Regions from separate parts of the Mus musculus genome. Here region 1 is linked to region 2. The links are chromatin contacts, called in public promoter capture Hi-C maps. All regions are on one chromosome and are shown on one strand. The core of a region is the stretch at or near the end of the contact, and the rest is flanking DNA. Distances in the headings are between cores, read along the strand shown. Region 1 overlaps Map4k4 (mitogen-activated protein kinase kinase kinase kinase 4). Region 2 holds the start of Creg2 (cellular repressor of E1A-stimulated genes 2).

What was found. Promoter capture Hi-C pulls out the DNA fragments that hold promoters and counts their contacts.
Region 1: a contact with region 2 is called in a promoter capture Hi-C map of trophoblast stem cells, with 3 times the contacts expected there. The contact joins the enhancer-like site here to the promoter of Creg2 in region 2. A contact is called at or near these places in 12 of 39 promoter capture datasets (the C10 cell line, the HPC-7 cell line, embryonic stem cells and 6 more), 4 of 484 Hi-C or Micro-C datasets (cerebral cortex, embryonic stem cells and uterus), 6 of 115 datasets of contacts at active chromatin or transcription factors (bone marrow-derived macrophages, cardiomyocytes, craniofacial prominence and 3 more) and 4 of 9 other capture datasets (adipose tissue, bone marrow-derived macrophages, embryonic stem cells and 1 more).

The regions. Positions count from the first base shown.
Region 1 is chr1:39,942,762-39,945,818 of GRCm38.p6, reverse strand. The region is part of intron 2 of Map4k4 (mitogen-activated protein kinase kinase kinase kinase 4); the gene reads right to left. Among named protein-coding and RNA genes, the nearest start is that of Map4k4, 43 kb to the right of the region's middle. RefSeq lists an enhancer at 1-209. Within about 2 kb of position 1,293, at least 107 of the 459 cell types and tissues checked have an H3K27ac peak or open chromatin away from gene starts, as enhancers often do. A contact at or near this core is called in the HPC-7 cell line, bone marrow-derived macrophages, cerebral cortex and 2 more, where this site is marked.
Region 2 is chr1:39,649,761-39,652,466 of GRCm38.p6, reverse strand. Creg2 (cellular repressor of E1A-stimulated genes 2) reads left to right here and starts at 1,285. Exons shown (of 4, transcript NM_170597.4): 1 at 1,285-1,961. The coding sequence starts at 1,527. D930019O06Rik (a long non-coding RNA gene) reads right to left here and starts at 999. Exons shown (of 2, transcript XR_001778897.2): 1 at 198-999.

The DNA.
Region 1 (3,057 bases), core at 44-2,543, 290 kb before region 2:
GGATTTCTGAGTAACAAAAAAATAAAAAATAAAAATAAAAAATAAATACTCAATGATCGGTTACTAGAACTGTACATTTGATTTACTGAATTAAAATTCTGGAATGAATTTTACACTTTGATTTTTATTATTTGCAAACAACAGATCATTATGCTGTAGATATGACCTACTCCCTACAGTTTTTATTACTTGCTAGGATGGTGTTCTCACAGACACAGAAACATAGTTTATTTGCAATGTTTCTGAAACTTGTAACAAGTATTCTAGAACTGCCAAGTGAGGATGATCTAAAAATAGGTTAATAGGTCATTATTCCAAAAGCACTCACAAAATAATACCCACAGCAACGAGTTTCTGACGTCACTTAACTTCATGAACTACTGCTGAAGGTTCCTTAGGCCTAAGCTTTCCGCTCATGTACCTTCTATCTCAAAGCTACACACAAATCCTTGTGCAGTGCTCTCAACAACTGAGACCTCAGAAGCTAAGCAAGCCCTGCATCTGTGTTCTCCATGAAATAAAATACAAAACTCACTACCTATGGAGGTATGCCTACAGCTTCAACAACACCTGGATAAAGTCAGTGCTAACACCAAGCTGCAGGCCTAAGGGATAAACAAGGCAGCCCTGTGACAAAGAGGATCACAAAGCACAAAGGACAGGGGCGTGGGGTCCCTCCTGACACTAGCACTACAAATGCCACTCCCACCGACCTTTAACCACTGAAGGATAAGTACTGATTTCCCCAGCTACAAACAAGAACAGGCTGGTCTATATTGCGTCTCCTCAGTTTCCAGATGTGATGTCAGCTACAGCTTATATTTAGGCCTATAATGAAACCTCGCAGGAGGGTCTGAGAAGCAGCACTTAGGGTCTATGATTTATTTTAAGATCAGAGTCTTCATGACCTCCTGAGGCAAAGATGGGTCAAACACAAAGAGAGGGGCATCCGCTGTTCTCATGATGTACAGGCAGAAAGCTGGCACGCCTTTCTACTGAGCAGATGCTCACCTCATTGAGCATCCTCAGCAACAAAAGGAAACTCGACTCTCTATCCCTTACACACACACACACACACACACACACACACACACACACACACCACCTCACAGAACAAAACAAGGCGACAAACACCACCTCCCCAAGACCAGCAACACTGAGGGTATTGCTATACTCCACGTGCCCAGAAATGCAACAGCAGTGCAGAGCCACTGTTCCCCAGCTCTATGAATAAGGCTCACTAGGACAGCCACTTCACAGCACAGCCAAGTGAAGAGGAACTGTAGCACTGGCTGGGTTTACTTCCTGCCCCTAGGCAGTCAACTAGGAAAAAATGCTAACTGTCAGTTAAGATGTGTGTACATATGACTCAAAGCCCCAAAATGCTCACAATGCCAATATTTTCACTCCCAACAAAAATGGTGGGTTATATTTTAATATTCCTTTCTTACTGTACAGAACTAAGAGCAGGCACAGTCAAATCTTCAGTGACAGCTCATAATGAAAAGGCCAATGGCCAATGAGAAAGCAAAGGTGGATGTATGAATGCACAAGGTTCTGTCAAGTTCTCTCAGATAGTTCTCCTTCCTCAGAGAGTATCCCTCACAGTAGTAACTAACAGCTTATTAATAAAAACATCCTTAAAAGTACTTTAAGGGAAGTGGGCGATGTGGAAGAAACCGTGTTTACTGGCCACGAAGGTGGGAAACAAGGAAAGGATGAAATGCAGCCGACTTCCATTATCCCTTTTACCAAACTCAGAACTCAGATATGGCTAAGCCTTCCTGCTGCACAGCTACATGGCCAGCATTCCTGCAACAGGCAGTTCTTAATGCAAACACAAATGCCCGTATACACATTTTGTCCTGTGCAACACGGACCCCGATCCCAGAAGAAGCCAAACTCAGCTACTGACTGTAAGGATGAAGAATACACTAGGGACCAGAAGCCAGGTCTGGGAGACATGATGCCCTTCAGCTCCTCCAATAGTGTCCTAGGCCCACCCAACACTAGCTGTGCAGACTTTCCCTCCTGCAGAGTCCTAAAAATGGAAAATGGGAGGGTGGGAGACAAACAGTGAAGAAGACAGGACAGTCTTCTTGCCAGGCTGAAGCACTTACTTTTAGTCCCTAGTCCTGGCCATGTGAATTCAATCTTTATGACAGACAGAAAGCCTTTACTAGGAAACCTACAAGAAATCTTTTAGGAAATTTTAGGCCAGAATACAAGAATTTTTCACTCTACTTAAAAAATACATATATATCAAAACAAATTCCATTTTTAGAAAGCATTTGACAAAATCTTGTCACTTTGTTAATCAAGATTCACAAATCTAGCACAGGCAAATTCCTCATTAACTTTTCTAAGCTAATACAAGATGGGGGGGTGGGGGGGGGACTAGCTGTCCATACCCTCAACTACCTCAATAGGTTACTCTAAACAGATAAAAAAAAAAGTACATTTTACCCTGCTGCTCGCTCTTATGACAACACACAACTCGGTAGTTATTCTCTGTCAATGTCACTGTATTATGTGGCCTCTTCTGGGTTTCTTTCCAACCCTCTTGAAAATGAATAAAGTAAGAGGCTCTCCCTCTCTTCCCACCACTGAGCCGCTGCTGAATGCTGCTGAATGCGCAAACACGGTGCTGTTTTTAGCGCCAGCCAAATGCCAGCCTCATTCTCCCACAGCACCCTCCTCGGGCTCTAATTCACTCTGCTTAGTGCAAACGTAAATCAACAATTCTAGCTCCCACAGAAAAACAGGCGCATAACCCAGAACCTGAAAGTGATTTCTCACAAATACACCAGCACCCAGTCCCTGGATCTGAGCAGCAACAAGAAGACTTACTGTTAACAAATCCCTGCACAGACTCTCAGTCACAGAGAGAAAACAAAGACCATGCAGATAAATAGCCAACAACGAAAACCAGCAATGTTGTTCAGGGCTAGGCACTCATGCTAGAGCCTGGCTCCTCTCTTGCTAGGACCACCCCTCTGCATCTGTGACCCCTGAAAGTCCACGGGAAAACTCCAGCAGGAGACAAGATGTTTGCTG
Region 2 (2,706 bases), core at 36-2,535:
CAAGATCTGGATTATTTTTAATTTGTATTTCAGGGAGGAGGAGTTGTTGGTTTTTATGGTGGATCTTGAGGTGGTGTCTCATGTAGTCTAGGCTGGTCTCAAATTTGCTTACCTAGCTAAGTCTGACCTTGAACTCCTGAATCTCCTGCCTCCACCTGTCGAGTGCTAGGATAGATAACAGGTGTGTGCCATCATACCTGGCTGCAGTGTGTAGTATTTCCATGACTCCCCATTGTGCCTCTCAAGACCATGGAACACATCTTTCCCCTAAACAGGGGATAAGAGGGTCTGTGAAGCTGGGGAGAGAGCAGCAGCCGATAACAGCAGAAGCCATGAGAGTAAACAAGATGTCTTGGGGAGAAACTGAAGACACCATCAATGTTTCAAAGCAGACGGAGAGCAGAGAAGGGGTTGTGGGGTGGGGGGTGGGGAGGGGAGAGAGAGAGAAAGAGCAGCCAGGGGCATCCAGGGAGAGACAAGAAGTTCCCATGCAAAGAGAAAGAGACCAGCTGTGTTCACAGCTGACATCCAGGCATCCAGGAAGAGTCACAGGAGTTTCACAGCAGGGCACAGTGAAGACATGTAGGAAAAACTCAAATCCCATTTCAAGATACTTTCTTATAGAACCAGTTAGTGCAGGACTCTTGCATTTTAGGAATATAAGCGATAGAAAATATTCCATGGTGGGACAAAGACTGGATATCATAAGAACAGGTAAGAAATTATAATTACTTTGAAGTTATTTTGATATCTATTAAACTTCTTACTGGAACAAGATGGTTTTTAAAATACGCTATTAAGCCGGGCAGAGGTGGCACACGCCTTTAATCCCAGCATTTGGGAGGCAGAGGCAGGCAGATTTCTGAGTTCGAGGCTAGCCTGGTCTACAGAGTGAGTTCCAGGACAGCCAGGGATATACAGAGAAACCCCGTCTCGAAAAAAAACAAAAACAAAAACAAAAAAACAAAAAAAAAAAACAAAAAACAAAAAACAAAACAAAACACCCAACAACAATAAAGTTCTATTAGTCTGTGTCGCTAACCGCAGGACACTGCTGACTGGGTGAGTGATGGAAGATGTGGGTGTATTGTGGTTCCCGGTTCTGCGGAGGTGATGGGGTGCAATAACTGAGCCTGGTGATGCCCTTCTTGTTGGCTCAGAGAAGTTAATCAGCTTGGTAGAGTCGCACAGCTGACGAGCGGAGGAGTGCATTGAGCCTGAGCTGTGAACGCCCACCCTCTGGCTGCAAAACGCTTGCCATCCTGCGGAAAACCAAGACACGCGTGGACTCTGCGCCCAGCAGCGGCGGTGGACGCAGGGGACTCTGGTCGTGCAGCAGACTTCGCTTCTTACGGGAGTGTAAGGCAATAGGGAACCCCGGCCCCCGGACTGATTGGAGACCCTCAACCCGGGAATCCTATCACGAGGAGAAGGGTTCCGACGCACGCTCCGCCGCAGGGGGGCGCCCCTGGCTGGCCGCTGCTTGGTCAGTGGTCCCCGCCACAGGGCGCGTCGCCTCCAAGAAGATGTCGCTGTCCGGCAGGGAGCGTCCTGCTTGGCCAGGGAGTCGCCTGTCCTGGTTGCTATGCTGCAGCGCCCTGTTGTCCCCAGCCGCCGGCTACGTGATCGTGAGCTCCGTGTCCTGGGCTGTCACCAACGAGGTAGATGAGGAGCTGGACAGTGCATCCACTGAGGAGGCGCTGCCCGCGCTGCTGGAGGACTCGAGTAGCATCTGGCAGCAGAGCTTTCCGGCCTCGGCGCACAAGGAGGACACGCACCTGCGACCTCGGGGCTCCGCCCGCGCCAGGCCCGCACCGGCCGCGCGTGGCATGTTCTCCTACCGGCGGGAGAGCGGCTCATCTGAGGCATCCCCTGGCCCCAGGGTGCATGCCGGCACCGCCCGCTCCCTAGCCCACGCTAGCTCCTGGGGCTGTCTGGCCACTGTGTCCACCCACGAAAAGGTAAGCCAGAGGTCGGGACGCGGGGGCGGTGCGCGTCTCCCTTCCAGGACGCAGGGCGACTCCGGTTTCACAGGTTCATAGGCTGTGAATGCCCTGTGAATAACGGAACCAGCGTGTGCATGGGTCGGTCCATCTGGCCAAGTGCATGTGAGTGGGGAGGAAGGAGAAGCTGGGAAACAGTCTCGTGGTTAGTGATTGAATCCCTGTGTACTAAAATGGCCAAAGAGATGATCAGATAAACAGTGACAAGCTGGAAACCTGGAACGTAGGCAGGATCGCTTTTGGAATCACAGATGAGGCGCATCCAGCTCCCAGCTCCCTGCAGGCTCCGACAGTCCTGCAGACAGACTCTGGCACCGCCTCCCACACCAAGTGGGTGTGGAAGAGGAACGCCATCCACACTCCGGTAGACATTTACACTTTAAAAAAAAATGGAACTCAGGTTTTTTAGAAAGAGGGCTTAAGCAAAAGGTAACAGCTGGAGGAGCTGTTTCAGCTGCAGTTCGTCTCTTTCGATCCACAAAACTGTATTCACATTTTATCCTGCTTCCTTCCACCCAGAATGGCATGGAGAGGGGCCGAGGCTCTGTATTCCCTAAGAATAGCCTCCAGAAAGCTTCTAGTCCTGTCTGGTAAACAGAGCTGTGGGCCCAGCCCCTGTTGAATCTGTGCAGGGAAGGGCTTTGTTATGTATCCCGCGGTGTGGGAGTCTGGTTCTTGCCACAGCTCTGGGTCTCACTAACCC